Regions from separate parts of the Mus musculus genome. Here region 2 is linked to region 1. A link is a contact called in public HiChIP or PLAC-seq data. All regions are on one chromosome and are shown on one strand. Each heading gives the region's core, a stretch centred on a gene start, on an enhancer-like site or on the middle of the called end of the contact. The rest is flanking DNA. Distances are from core to core; before and after follow the strand shown. Region 1 holds the start of Triml2 (tripartite motif family-like 2). Region 2 has its middle 14 kb from the start of Zfp42.

Region 1 (7,114 bases), core at 3,361-5,860:
GGGAATCCAGGGAAGAGTTACCAAGATATCAACAAAATCATAAACTCAACTTTGTGGATGAAGGTATGCTCACTGACTTCATAAAGCTGACGAAGCAGCTCAGGTGTGATGCTATAATCTTAGGGCAGCTGAGGCTGAGGCAGGGGAGTGGTGCGTTTGAGACCCGTGTGAGCTACTTGAAAGCCTGGTGTTCAAAACCAAACAAGCTAAGGAACCTATGACCTACGGCTAAAAACACTGGGAGCTTTCCCTTCCATGAGCAAAGCCCTAAGCAAAAACATTTTGTTTGGTTCTTTGTGGGATAAAGTCTGGCCTCGAGCTTGCTTGTAACTGAGGATGGCGGTGAACATCTTTCTGATCCTCCTGCCTACCCTTCTCTAGCAATGGGATTACAAGTATTCCCACCATGCCTGGTTTTGCTGGGGACCAAACAATGGGCTTTCAATGCATGCTAGCAAGCACTCTACCAACTGAGACACATCATCTCTGCCCAAGGTCCTCTAGTGTGTGTGCATGTGTTTGTGTTTGTGTTTTTTTTTTCTTTTTGTTACAGCTGTCCTCTTGAGACATGTCCTGCCAGTTCACCTCAGGGTATGCTGGAAATCATTATGTAAGTTCAAGCTTTACCTTCCCAATGTTGGGAGCTACAGGCATGTGTCACTGCTAATTTTTTGTTTAAATCATATGAAGAAAACAAAACAAAAAAATTAAACTAAAAAAGAAAATAGGAAGATTTATTTCTAACATGCTACAAGATATTTATATCTGCATTTCTGCAAAATTGTCTCTTGGGTCAATTTTAAAATTAAATTTCTTTCTTTTTGTTTTTTTTTGAAGAGTTCCTTATCAAGAAATACAACTTTCTGGGATAGAGAGCTGGTTCAGTGCTTAAAGAGCCCATGCTGTCCTTGCAGAGGACCAGGCATCACGTCCCCAGTATCAAGTGGCTCACAAAGCTCACCACTCCATCTCTAGCGGATCTAAATCTTACTCCTATTCTCCTTTGGCATCAAATGTATGTGCTCACACCTATTTGTAAATTAACCTTAAAATATATCTTTAAATAGGATAAGGATAAAAACAAATCTTAAAAGTACTTAGCTTCTTTCCCTTGAAAATACTTTCTCTTGATTTGCTATCTCTTTTTTTTTTCATATTTTTTACTTATTACACACCATTTAATAAAACCAGTTATTAACCCTTGGATATCTCTTATTGGATATTTATTCAGGTTTGTGTTATGGCAATAGCCATGTTATCATTTCCATTAGTAGACATCCAAAATGCATCAAGTAAGCTGCTTTGCTATCTCAATGGCAGGTTCCCCCCATCAGGATAAGCCATCACCTGAATTGTCACCATTCTCTCTCGCTCTTCGGCCAGTAAGCTCGTAGCTGCATCACGCTTCTCCCTCAATGTAACCAGGGTTTCCTGGAGTAACGTCTACAGACAAACAGATCACAGGGTTGCAGGTTTGTTCGCTGTGTGAGAATAGGAGGGTTCCCTATCTCAGCTCACCCAAAACTGAGTTTCTCTGTGAAACCAACCCTGGCAGTCCCAGAACTTGATCTGTAGACCGGGATGGCCTCAAACTTGGAGATTCGCCTGGCCCTGCCTCCAGAGTGCTGGGATTAAAGATCTGTGCCACCACCACCTGGCTTGTGGTATTTCTTAAATCAACACCCAGGTATCATTTTTGGAGAACCACTACATCTGTGTCATCAGTCAATCAGTCATCCAGAAGTCACTCAGACTCCTGCAGATTTTCCTTAAAGCTTACCCTGTAATACTCAGCAGCTTCTTGGATACCGTATGCCCCATGCTGCTTGTGCTCTGGAGACTGGAAACATTTGCTGCAAACTATGACTTGGTCATCATCACTGAAGAACTGCGATGGCTCCGGGTGTGTCCCGCAGTTTGGATCCTCTGTGTTGCCAGGTAACTGGGGCTTGGGCGCTTGGGACATTCTAGTCAGTGGCACCAGATGAACACTCGACTGCTTGTTTCCGATGTGGACTTCTTCCCTGCCGATGAACAAGAGATAAGCAGAGGCAACATTGTGATCTGAAGCAGGCCCACTTGGTACCCTCAGGAGCTACAGTGCAGTAGAATCCAACTAGCTTTTCAGTAGTCCTGGGCTGAGTGAGGATGGAGACAGAGTCACAGCAGTATCCCCGGCCAGACAAGATTAAGCCTTCTGATAGCTCAGCAATAGCTTTACAGACTAACTGTAAGCAACAGCAGAAGAGCACATTTCTCTACAAGTCAACAGAAGGCAAAATGTGAATACTACAGTGTACCAACCTCTCTTCCTTCCTCTCCTCCTTCAGTCCCTCTGGAGATGGGATTATAGGTGGGACCATCCTTTTACTTTTTGAATTAATGTTTAAGACACAATATATTTCTTACAATATTTAAGTATAATATTTTGGTTACATATATATTTTAAAGAATATATCGTTGGTCAAGAGAGATGACTTAGAGGTTAAGAATGTGTACTGCTCTTATAGAGATGTGGAGTTCACAAAAGCCAGTACTAACTCCAGCTTTGGGGCATCCAAAATTTTTTACTTCTTTGGGTGCCTACACTTAGGTACATATATCTGCATCATGGCTACCCTCCCCCAAGCCACATTCCTGCATCATGGCTACCCTCTCCCCCTAAGCCACATTCCTGCATCATGGCTACCCTTCCCCTAAGCCACATACCTGCATCATGGCTACCCCCTCCCTAAGCCACATACCTGCAAAGAGCAAAATAAATATTGCAAAGTGACATGGTACATACTTGGTATCCCAGCGCCCTGGAAGCAGAGGTAGGCAGATATCTATGAGTTTGAGGGCAACCCTGTTTCGAACAACTAAAAAATATACATAGATTTCTTTTAAAAAATATTATACTTAGATATCTTATTTTGTTTTTAGATAGGATCTCACTATGCAACTCTGCATCCTGAGTGCTAGGATTAAAATGTGCTTACTGCCACATTCAGCTACACAAATCTTAAAGTGGAAGATTTTATGTTTTTATTGGTGTTTTGAAAAGCACCCAAGGCAGACGGATTTCTGACCCCATCATATATATATATACCATCTTTATATCTTTTTTTGTGAGAGAGGGTTTCCCTAGGTCCTTGAACTTGCTATGTAGACCAAGCTGGCTTAGAACTCAGAGATCTTCCAGCCTGTCTCCCCAGTACTTGGATTAAGTGTGCCCCCATATCCATCTTTTTTTTTTTTTAAGATTTATTTATTTACTATATGTAAGTACACTGTAGCTGTTTTCAGACACACCAGAAGAGGGCATTCGATTTCATTACAGATGGTTGTGAGCCACCATGTGGTTGCTGGGATTTGAATTCAGGACCTCCAGAAGAGTAGTCAGTGCTCTTAACCGCTGAGCCATCTCTCCAGCCATCCTTAAAAACAGTATTTTTGTTGTCATTTGTTTGTCTTTTTCTTGGGTTTTTGTTTGTTTGTTTGTTTTTGTTTTGGAGGGGAAGACTTCTATCAGTCAGCAAAAGGTTAAAGCAAATCAAAAGGACAGGTCAAATATTAGTTTTTAATAAAAAACAAAACCAAGAAATTCAGGCCAGATTGTGTGTGCCTTTAGTCCTAGCATTAAGGAGGCAGCAGAGAGGCAGAGCCAGGCATATCTCTTAGAGTTTGAGGTCAGCCTGATCTACAGCGAGGGTTGAAGACAGTCAGGGATGCACAGAGAAACCCTGACTCAAAAAAATCAAAACCAAAACCAAAAAACCCCAGGAAATTCCCGCCTCCCTGGGCTTGCTTTCCTGAATGTATCATTTACCTTTTGTCTTGCCTTTCTCAGGCGTTCTTTTATTCTTTTACTGCCCACCCCCCAAGTCTCTCATCTAGGGACCACTACCATCCATCAATCAACCATCCATCAAGCTTCCAAGGATACCAAAATTAAGTTGTTGAATTTGATCAGGCAGGATAGTTCACAACCGGCTTGTAACTCCAGCACTTGGGAAGCTAAGGCTGTGAGTTCAACAGCTAACAGCAGTCCAAAGCGAGGCCCAGTCTCATTAAAAAGTTTAAGTATTTTAATGGTGTCCCAGAAACATCCCCAGTCTGGGCTACTTGTGGAGGTTCAAGTCTAGTGTCCCCCCAAGTCGACTCAGCCATCTGTGGCTCCAGTTCGTGGTGGACCCAACACCCTCCTCTAGCCTCCGAGGGCACCAGGTATGCTTGCAGAACAACGCTCCCATACATAAATCAACTAATTTATTTTTTAAATAAAAAGTTGGCCCGCCTTGATGGTGTGTGAAGGCCGCTTCTGCCAAGCCCGAAGGCAGAATCCTCAGGCCCTCCGGGTTGGACGGAGAGAACCAAACCGATGACTTCCTTAAGCCTGACCACCAAGCCAGGTCTCCCCGCAACCCCCACCCCACCCCCCACATGCGCACACAAAATAAATGTTTAAAAAACTTAGTCGTTGGAAAACAAACAAACAAACAAACAAAAAGTATGATTACGGAAATGATGATGCAAAGCGGGAAAACTCACCTTCCTTTCCAGAAATCTTAAGGATTTCCTTCAGGGAAAGCCACAGCCAGTGGAGACCAGAGACTTCAGTACGAAGGTCAGTTCCGGGTCTCACAAAGCGTCACATAAACCGGCCATTTCGACCTTTATTACCGGATTGGTCCGGATTGGTCCGGAAGCAGCAGAAGTGGCTTCAGATACTTTTGAATCTGTTTCCTGGCCCCACCTCCTAGGTAGGTTAATTTACATTTCTAAACAGTTGTCTGAAAACTCTTCAGTAAAACACTGACCTTGGCTGAAAACTCTTCGGTAAAACACAGACCTTGGGTGTGATCTCAGGCCCAGACAGATTGGATAGCACATTGCTGATAGTCCCTGAATTGGAAAGGCTGAGTCAGGAGGATTGCTGCAAATTTGAAGTGGACCCAGGATAAGAGGTGAGTTCCTACCCAGCTTGGATCACAGAGATTCTGAAAACAGATAAACCACTACTAATCTATCCATTCATCCTCGAATTTTATATAATAATAATAATAGTAAAAAGCTGTGTGTAGCAGTGCATGCCTTTAGTCCTAGCATGGTGGGAGGGGGACAGCAGAGGCAGGAGGATGTCTGTGGATTGAGTTCGAGACCAGCCTGATTTATAAAAGACAGACAGACAGACAGACAGACAGACAGACAGACAGACAGACAGACACGGGGGGGGGGGAGAGAGAGAGAGAGAGAGAGAGAGAGAGAGAGAGAGAGAGAGAGAGAGAGAGAGAGAGAGAGAGAGAGAGAGAAGAGAGAGCATACATTGGGATGGGGTGTGAAAGAGGAAAATGGAACAGCAGAGATGGAAGGGTTTAATGGAGGAGTCCCCCAGGGAGATGGAGGGAGAGGAAGGGGGCCAACTAAAGCAAAATGTATTTTTTTAATTCCTTAAGGTAATTAAAAGCAAATTTAAAAACTATAAAACAAAAGAGAAAGGTACTTTTAAGATGTTGTGCCCTATGTGTGGTGATCATTAATAGGAATGCAGACCATGAGACTACTTTGCAGGATCTGTCTTGTTTTCCTCAGCCTCAGCCTCTTATCTTTAACTGCTAATGCTTTTTCACTAGAGAAGAATGACTCACTTGGTTCTCCAGAATGTTTGCTTCAGGGAAGGGTCACTGCTTTGCAGGGAGATAACCGCCTGCCTAAGGACTTTGTCTCAGGAGGGGGTGTGGGGGAGGAAGGGGCGGGCCCAGTGAAGAGGAAAATCTCTCTAGTTCCCTAATCTTACAGTCCTGTCTCTGACAGGGATTATGTCATGCGCCAATCCTTGCTAAGCAAAGGAGAGAGGGTTTTAAATCTAATTTTATTTTTTTTTAAGCAGTTGGCATGACAACCAGCAAATCCTCCTACCTGGCTCTCCTGATCTTCCAGATCAGATTCAGCACTAGGCATCTAGCACCGTGGCTCTCCTGTCTGGAGAGATTCTCTGTACCTTCTCCCTAAACTGAATTCCTCACGCTTGCTTTCTCAGATAAACCACCTTCTTCTTTTTTTTTTTTCCCTATTTCTTTAGTCTGGAGAGGATTTTCTTTTTAAAAATATACCCAATCTCTTTTCTTCTAAGCCTTGGGGCAAAAAACATGTGTGAGATTTTGACCTGCCCCCTTTTTGGGTTTTGAGACAGCCTTGTGTGTGTGTGTGTGTGTGTGTGTGTGTGTGTGTGAGAGAGAGAGAGAGAGAGAGAGAGAGAGAGAGAGAGAGAGAGAGAGAGAGTTTCAACAAGACAGGGTTTCTCTGTATAGTCCTGGCTCTCCTGGAACTCACTTTGTAGACCAGGCTGGCCTTGAACTCAGAAATCCACCTGCCTCTGCCTCCCAAGTGCTGGGATTAAAGGCCTGTGTCACCAGCCTTTTGCTATATATAGAAAGCTGAGTTTAAACTTGTGGCACTCCTGCCTCAGATTCCATAGTGCTGAAAATTTCATGTGTACAGACAGCACCATGCTCTGAAAGGAAGGACTGGCTTCTAGCTGTCTTGTTTTCTCTAAGTTTGTCCTGTTCATTAGAAGTAGGGACAAGAAAGATTGACCAGTGCTTAAGGCTCTTGCAAAGGACCAGAGTTAAATTCACAGTAATTCAAGTTAGGCTGCGGACCACTGCCTGTTACTCCAGTTCAAGGGAACCGGTGCCCCCTTGTGGCCTCCAAAGTCGCTTGCTTTTTGGAACAAGTTCTCACTGTCTAGCTGTGGCTGGTCTGGAACATGCTGTATAGACAAGTCTGGTCTTGAATTCAGAGGTCCACTTACCTTTCAGCTCCTTCAGCCCTTCCCCTACCTCTTCCACTGGGGTTCCCCAGCTCAGTCCAATGGATATTTCTATTCAATTTCCTGGCCTTCTGTACTTCTCTTCTGTCCCTCCCCATACCTGATCCTGCTTCCCTTTTTACACTCTCCCTCTTCTCTCCCTCAAAGGTCCCTCCCTCCCTCTACTTCCGGTGATTATTTTGCTCCCCTTTCTATGTAGGATTGAAGCATCCACACTTTGGTCTTTCTTCTTGAGCTTCAGGTGGTCTGTGAATTGTATTGTGGGTATTCTGAGCTTTGGGGTTACTATCCACTTGTCAG
Region 2 (7,114 bases), core at 2,040-4,539, 140 kb before region 1:
TCTACTCTCTTGCATTTCCCTTTTGTCATTTTTTTTGTTTTGTTTTTTTTTGTTTGTTTGTTTGTTTTTTGTTTGTTTTTTTTCGAGACAGGGTTTCTCTGTATAGCCCTGGCTGTCCTGGAACTCACTCTGTAGACCTTTTGTCATTTTTTAAAAGATTTATTTATTTATTATATGTGAGTACACTGTAGCTGTCTTCAGACACCCCAGAAGAGGGCATCAGATCTCATTACAGATGGTTGTGAGCCACCACATTGTGTCTGGGATTTGAACTCAGGACCTTCGGAAGAGCAGTCAGTGCTCTTAACAGCTGAGCCATCTCTCCAGCCCCTCCTTTCATTGTTTTAACAAATTATATTTAAAACATTAATGGCTGTGGCTGGTATGTAGCTCAGCTGGCACAATGCTTGTCCCACAGGCCTGTTTCCTAGCACCAAAGAAAATGGCTCATGCTTGTGGTTCCAGAACTTCAAAGGCAGAAGCAGGAAGGATCAGAAGTTCGAAGTCAGCCTCTGTTCCTTAGCAAGTTTGATGCCAGCCAGATAGGTATGAGATAGTTGTCAGAGCAGATCCTTCCAGTACAGTGGAGAGAGGTGACCAACTCCTGGAGGATGCCAGGCCCTGTTCCACTCACTTCCTGATTGTCCTTTGCCATTCGCATGCTGCGATTTTATTTTAGTTTTAGTAAGACAGTGTCTCACTAAATAAATAAGCAAATAAGATGTTAAATGTAGATATAAATGAAAGTTGACTTTTAAAATAATACAGTGCATTCCAATGTTCATGGTTTCCTTCCTTGGGAATAGGGTGGTGGGGAGTCGGGAGAATTGGGTAGCTACACAGTTTCCAGATACCAAGTAGATCATGAACAAACCTGCTTAATCATCCATGACATGTTTTCTCGTATAACCAAACACATAAAGGAAATTCTCGGAGCCATGTCTTCAAACTTCTGCCCACTAGTTTGTCCCACCTCAATTTGAAAAGCAGACTGAGCCAGGTGGTGGTGATGCACGTCTGTAATTCCAACACTTGCGAGGTAGAAGCAGGGAGATCTCTGAGTTCAAGGCCAGCCTGGTCTACCTACAGAGTTCCAGGATCTTGAAAGCCCTGGCGGGGGTGGGGGTGAAAGAAAGAAAGAAAGAAAGAAAGAAAGAAAGAAAGAAAGAAAGAAAGAAAGAAAGAAAGAAAGGAAGGAAGGAAGGAAGGAAGGAAGGAAGGAAGGAAGGAAGGAAGGAAGGAAGGAAGGAAGGAAGGAAGGAAGGAAGGAAGGAAGGAAGAAAGAAAGAAAGAAAGAAAGAAAGAAAGAAAGAAAGAAAGAAAGAAAGAAAGAAAGAAAGAAAGAAAGAAAGAAAGAAAGAAAGAGAATGAGAGCAAGAGAGGAAGGAGGAAGAGAGGAAGGAAGGAAAAGAGGGAGGGAGGGAGGGAGGCAGGAAGGAAGGAAGACTGAGATTCTAAAATTCAACATGTATGGGAGGTTATCTATCATCTATCTAGCTTTTATTTGTTTGTTTGTTTGTTTATTCATTCATTCGTTTTCATTCATGTGGTCCTGAGAATCGAACTCAGATTTCCGATTTTCAGACTTGCCAGCAGGTACCCTTCCTTACCTGTTGAGCCATCTCAGCAACCCTAAATGACTATCAAGGCTGTATGTAACCACCTGTTGCCAAAGTGTTTATTTTCTAGATCTTGCGCTGCTGGGATAAGGCCAGCCAGTATCACTAAGTATAAACATCATGCACTGTCACTTTTTCAAATATCATACACAAGCCAATCACCGAATTGTTCTACACAACCTCCATTTCACACTCTGGACCTTGTGAAGTCCAGAAAAGCCTACAGAGAAGTGGACGTTTTTGGTTATTCATTTTCCACATCTTACATACAAACTCCCATTTGAAGGCTAGATGATATCAAATACAATGTTTTAATTCCAGATGGTTCGGTAGAGGTAGACACAGCATTGAGCATTGAGCTTCCCAAAGGTTTCTATGAACTCTAAATTCTCACTGAAAGGCTTGCAAAAAGTGTCAATTTGTGATTGTAGGTAGGCCTGACTGTTATGGGAGTGGTACAAGAACATATATTCAAGGACATAAATTACATTTTCTGAGTTTGAACTGGGATTTTACGGTGGTGGAACTGAATATCTGCCTTTTGACTTGGTTCTAAATGCAAAATGGCATCCTGGATTGGACCCTGGAAAAGATAAAAGTGCATTCATGGAAAAACTGCTTCAGTCTAAGGAAGTCTAGAGTTTGGTTAGTAGCTTTATGCCATTGGAGAATTCTTACAGTAAATGGAACTTGGCTATATAATATGTGAAACTTAAGACAGGCTGGTTAAAGTGTACATGGAAACTCCTTATAAAAGCTTTTCAATCCATGCACAAATTCAAGAGCATGCTAAGATAAAATAATAATAATAAAAATAATAACTGAAAGACCATTCTATTTGAGCTTGATTCAAAACCCTGAGAAGGAAATATGAGAAGGGCTGTAAGTAAGTCTGAGTTAACTTAGGAAAGCCCCCCAGTTTTGTTTTTGTTTTTGTTTTTGTTTTTCCGAGACAGGGTTTCTCTGAATAGCCCTGGCTGTCCTGGAACTCAGAAATCCGCCTGCCTCTGCCTCCCAAGTGCTGTGATTAAAGGCGTGCGCCACCACACCGGGCTAAGTCCCCCAGTTTTAATGGGTTCTTCAGCAGGGCAGCAAAAAGCGTATTGGGAAAAAGAGGGCACTTGAACAAGTTGTAAATTTTTTGGTGTACATTCTTTGTTGATCTTTTGTTTTTATGGTTTTTGTTTGTTTGTTTGTTTTTTGCAAGACATGGTTTCTCTCTATAGCCCTGGCTGTCCTGGAACTCACTTTGTAGACCAGGCTGCCCTCGAACTCAGAAATCTGCCTGACTCTACCTCCCAAGTCCTGGGATTAAAGGCATGCGCCACCACTGCCCAGCAGATTAAATCCTTCTTAAGCAACAGAAATTCATTTGTACTTCTGGAGGCTAAGAAGTCTCAGATCATGGCAACGTTGGACCTCAAGTCTATGGAAAGCCCGTTCCTTACAGGTGATGCCTCTTATGTGTCCTTGAGTGACCTAAGGACTCTCAAAAGCACCTCTCCTATTTTTCCTTGACACAAAGCTTCACTACGGAACCGCCCCCATTTCACCCCTCCCCCAAACCCGAGGACCTGGAACTCACTATGTAAATCAGACTGGACTCAAATTCCTGTGCCACCACCCTGCCCTCAAGCATCTTTTTTTAAGAGTACAGTTCACATTCATAAAATCAGGGCTCTTAGGAGGTGAACACCTGCTCAACACCACACCCCTGAGAACCCCCGTCTGTGCCTACACCCTAGCCTCTTTTTAAAAGGGTACTGTTCACATTCATAAAATCTGAGCTCTGGGGAGCCAATTGCCTGCTCAAAGCCACACCCCCTCGACCTTCCTCTGTCCTTTCACCCAAGCATCTTTTGTAAAAGGCACTGTTCACATTCACTGAATGAGAGCTCTTAGAAACTAATTGCCTGCGCAAAGCCATATCCGTCCTACCTGGTCTTGTGAGCTACCACCCCGCTCAAAAATCTCTTTATTTAATTAATTATTTATTTACATAGTTCCCCCCCCCCCAGACCTTTTCCTGGAACCGGAACGCGCTTTGTAAAGTTGGCCTCAAAGATCCCCACACCACCCCCTGCCCTGCCTCTACCTCCCTAGTGCTAGGAACTTAATAACGTTATTCGGTTATTCGGGAGGCAGAGGCAGGTAAATTTCTGAGTTCAAGGCCAGCCTGGTCTGAAAGACCCCACCATAAGGCTTAGCAAGCTAGCTGCAGTAACGCCATTTTGCAAGGCATGAAAAAGTACCAGAGCTGAGTTCTCAAAAGTTACAAGAAAGTTCAGTTAAAGATTAACAGTTAAAATCAAGGCTGAATAATACTAGGACAAGGGCCAAGAACCGATGGTACCCACCGGGGCCCCGGCTCAAGGCCAAGAACCGATGGTACCCACCTGGGCCCCGGCTCAGGGCCAAGAACAGATGATACCCAGATAAGGCGGAACCAGCAACAGTTTCTGAAAAAGTCCCACCTCAGTTTCAGGTTCCCCAAATGACCAGGAAATACCCCAAGCCTTGATTTGAACTAACCACTCAGCTCGCTTCTCGCTTCTGTACCCGCGCTTTTTGCTCCCCAGCCCTATAAAAAGGGTAAAAACCCCACACTCGGCGCGCCAGTCCTCCGAAAGACTGAGTCGCCCGGGTACCCGTGTTCCCAATAAAGCCTCTTGCTGATTACATCCGAATCGTGGTCTCGCTGATCCTTGGGAGGGTCTCCTCAGATTGATTGACTACCCACCTCGGGGGTCTTTCATTTGGAGGTTCCACCGAGATTAGGAGACCCCTGCCCAGGGACCACCGACCCCCGCCGGGAGGTAAGCTGGCCAGCGGTCGTTTCGTGTCTGTCTCTGTCTCCGTGCGTGTTTGTGCCGGCATCTAATGTTTGCGCCTGCGTCTGTACTAGTTGGCTAACTAGATCTGTATCTGGCGGTTCCGCGGAAGAACTGACGAGTTCGTATTCCCGGCCGCAGCCCTGGGAGACGTCCCAGCGGCCTCGGGGGCCCGTTTTGTGGCCCATTCTGTATCAGTTAACCTGCCCGAGTCGGACTTTTTGGAGCTCCTCCACTGTCCGAGGGGTACGTGGCTTTGTCGGGGGACGAGAGGCAGAGACACTTCCCTCCCCCGTCTGAATTTTTGCTTTCGGTTTTACGCCGAAACCGCGCCGCGCGTCTGATTTGTTTGTTGTTCTTTTGTTCTTCGTTAGTTTTCTCCTGTCTTTAAGTGTTTTTGAGATCATGGGACAGACCGTAACTACCCCTCTGAGTCTAACCTTGCAGCACTGGGGAGATGTCCAGCGCATTGCATCCAATCAGTCTGTGGATGTCAGGAAGAGGCGCTGGGTTACCTTCTGTTCCGCCGAATGGCCAACTTTCAATGTGGGATGGCCTCAGGATGGTACTTTTAATTTAGGTATTATCTCTCAGGTCAAGTCTAGAGTGTTTTGTCCTGGTCCCCACGGACACCCGGATCAGGTCCCATATATCGTCACCTGGGAGGCACTTGCCTATGACCCCCCTCCGTGGGTCAAACCGTTTGTCTCCCCAAAACCCCCTCCTTTACCGACAGCTCCCGTCCTCCCGCCCGGTCCTTCTGCGCAACCTCCGTCCCGATCTGCCCTTTACCCTGCCCTTACCCCCTCTATAAAGCCCAAACCTCCTAAGCCCCAGGTTCTCCCTGATAACGGCGGACCTCTCATTGACCTTCTCACAGAGGACCCCCCGCCGTACGGAGCACAACCTTCCTCCTCTGCCAGAGGGAACGATAAAGAAGAGGCGGCCACCACCTCCGAGGTTTCCCCCCCTTCTCCCATGGTGTCTCGACTGCGGGGAAGGAGAGACCCTCCCGCAGCGGACTCCACCTCCTCCCAGGCATTCCCACTCCGCATGGGGGGAGATGGCCAGCTTCAGTACTGGCCGTTTTCCTCCTCAGACTTATATAATTGGAAAAATAATAACCCTTCCTTTTCTGAAGACCCAGGTAAATTGACGGCCTTGATTGAGTCCGTCCTCATCACCCACCAGCCCACCTGGGACGACTGTCAGCAGTTGTTGGGGACCCTGCTGACCGGAGAAGAAAAGCAGCGGGTGCTCCTAGAGGCTAGAAAGGCAGTCCGGGGCAATGATGGACGCCCCACTCAGTTGCCTAATGAAGTCAATGCTGCTTTTCCCCTTGAACGCCCCGATTGGGATTACACCACTACAGAAGGTAGGAACCACCTAGTCCTCTATCGCCAGTTGCTCTTAGCGGGTCTCCAAAACGCGGGCAGGAGCCCCACCAATTTGGCCAAGGTAAAAGGGATAACCCAGGGACCTAATGAGTCTCCCTCAGCCTTTTTAGAGAGACTCAAGGAGGCCTATCGCAGGTACACTCCTTATGACCCTGAGGACCCAGGGCAAGAAACCAATGTGTCTATGTCATTCATCTGGCAGTCTGCCCCGGATATCGGGCGAAAGTTAGAGCGGTTAGAAGACTTAAAGAGCAAGACCTTAGGAGACTTAGTGAGGGAAGCTGAAAGGATCTTTAATAAGCGAGAAACCCCGGAAGAAAGAGAGGAACGTATCAGGAGAGAAACAGAGGAAAAAGAAGAACGCCGTAGGGCAGAGGATGAGCAGAGAGAGAAAGAAAGGGACCGCAGAAGACATAGAGAGATGAGCAAGCTCTTGGCCACTGTAGTTATTGGTCAGAGACAGGATAGACAGGGGGGAGAGCGGAGGAGGCCCCAACTTGATAAGGACCAATGCGCCTACTGCAAAGAAAAGGGACACTGGGCTAAGGACTGCCCAAAGAAGCCACGAGGGCCCCGAGGACCGAGGCCCCAGACCTCCCTCCTGACCTTAGGTGACTAGGGAGGTCAGGGTCAGGAGCCCCCCCCTGAACCCAGGATAACCCTCAAAGTCGGGGGGCAACCCGTCACCTTCCTGGTAGATACTGGGGCCCAACACTCCGTGCTGACCCAAAATCCTGGACCCCTAAGTGACAAGTCTGCCTGGGTCCAAGGGGCTACTGGAGGAAAGCGGTATCGCTGGACCACGGATCGCAAAGTACATCTAGCTACCGGTAAGGTCACCCACTCTTTCCTCCATGTACCAGACTGCCCCTATCCTCTGCTAGGAAGAGACTTGCTGACTAAACTAAAAGCCCAGATCCACTTCGAGGGATCAGGAGCTCAGGTTGTGGGACCAATGGGACAGCCCCTGCAAGTGCTGACCCTAAACATAGAAGATGAGTATCGGCTACATGAGACCTCAAAAGAGCCGGATGTTTCTCTAGGGTCCACATGGCTTTCTGATTTTCCCCAGGCCTGGGCAGAAACCGGGGGCATGGGACTGGCAGTTCGCCAAGCGCCTCTGATTATACCTCTAAAGGCAACCTCTACCCCCGTGTCCATAAAACAATACCCCATGTCACAGGAAGCCAGACTGGGGATCAAGCCCCACATACAGAGGCTGTTGGACCAGGGAATACTGGTACCCTGCCAGTCCCCCTGGAACACG

Evidence for each region. HiChIP or PLAC-seq counts read pairs in DNA pulled down with a chosen protein or histone mark.
Region 2: an H3K27ac HiChIP or PLAC-seq map of embryonic stem cells shows a contact between it and region 1, with 20 times the contacts expected there. The contact joins the enhancer-like site here to the promoter of Triml2 in region 1. A contact is called at or near these places in 8 of 484 Hi-C or Micro-C datasets (embryonic stem cells, extraembryonic ectoderm and stem cell-derived primordial germ cell-like cells), 9 of 115 datasets of contacts at active chromatin or transcription factors (embryonic stem cells and stem cell-derived neural progenitor cells) and 1 of 9 other capture datasets (embryonic stem cells).

The regions. Positions count from the first base shown.
Region 1 is chr8:43,178,032-43,185,145 of GRCm38.p6, reverse strand. Triml2 (tripartite motif family-like 2) reads right to left here and starts at 4,610. Exons shown (of 8, transcript NM_001381929.1): 1 at 4,534-4,610; 2 at 1,781-2,024; 3 at 1,348-1,443. The coding sequence starts at 1,966. It also overlaps a transcript of Triml1 not described here.
Region 2 is chr8:43,317,151-43,324,264 of GRCm38.p6, reverse strand. No RefSeq gene overlaps it. Among named protein-coding and RNA genes, the nearest start is that of Zfp42, 14 kb to the right of the region's middle. Within about 2 kb of position 3,289, at least 14 of the 459 cell types and tissues checked have an H3K27ac peak or open chromatin away from gene starts, as enhancers often do. A contact at or near this core is called in embryonic stem cells and extraembryonic ectoderm, where this site is marked.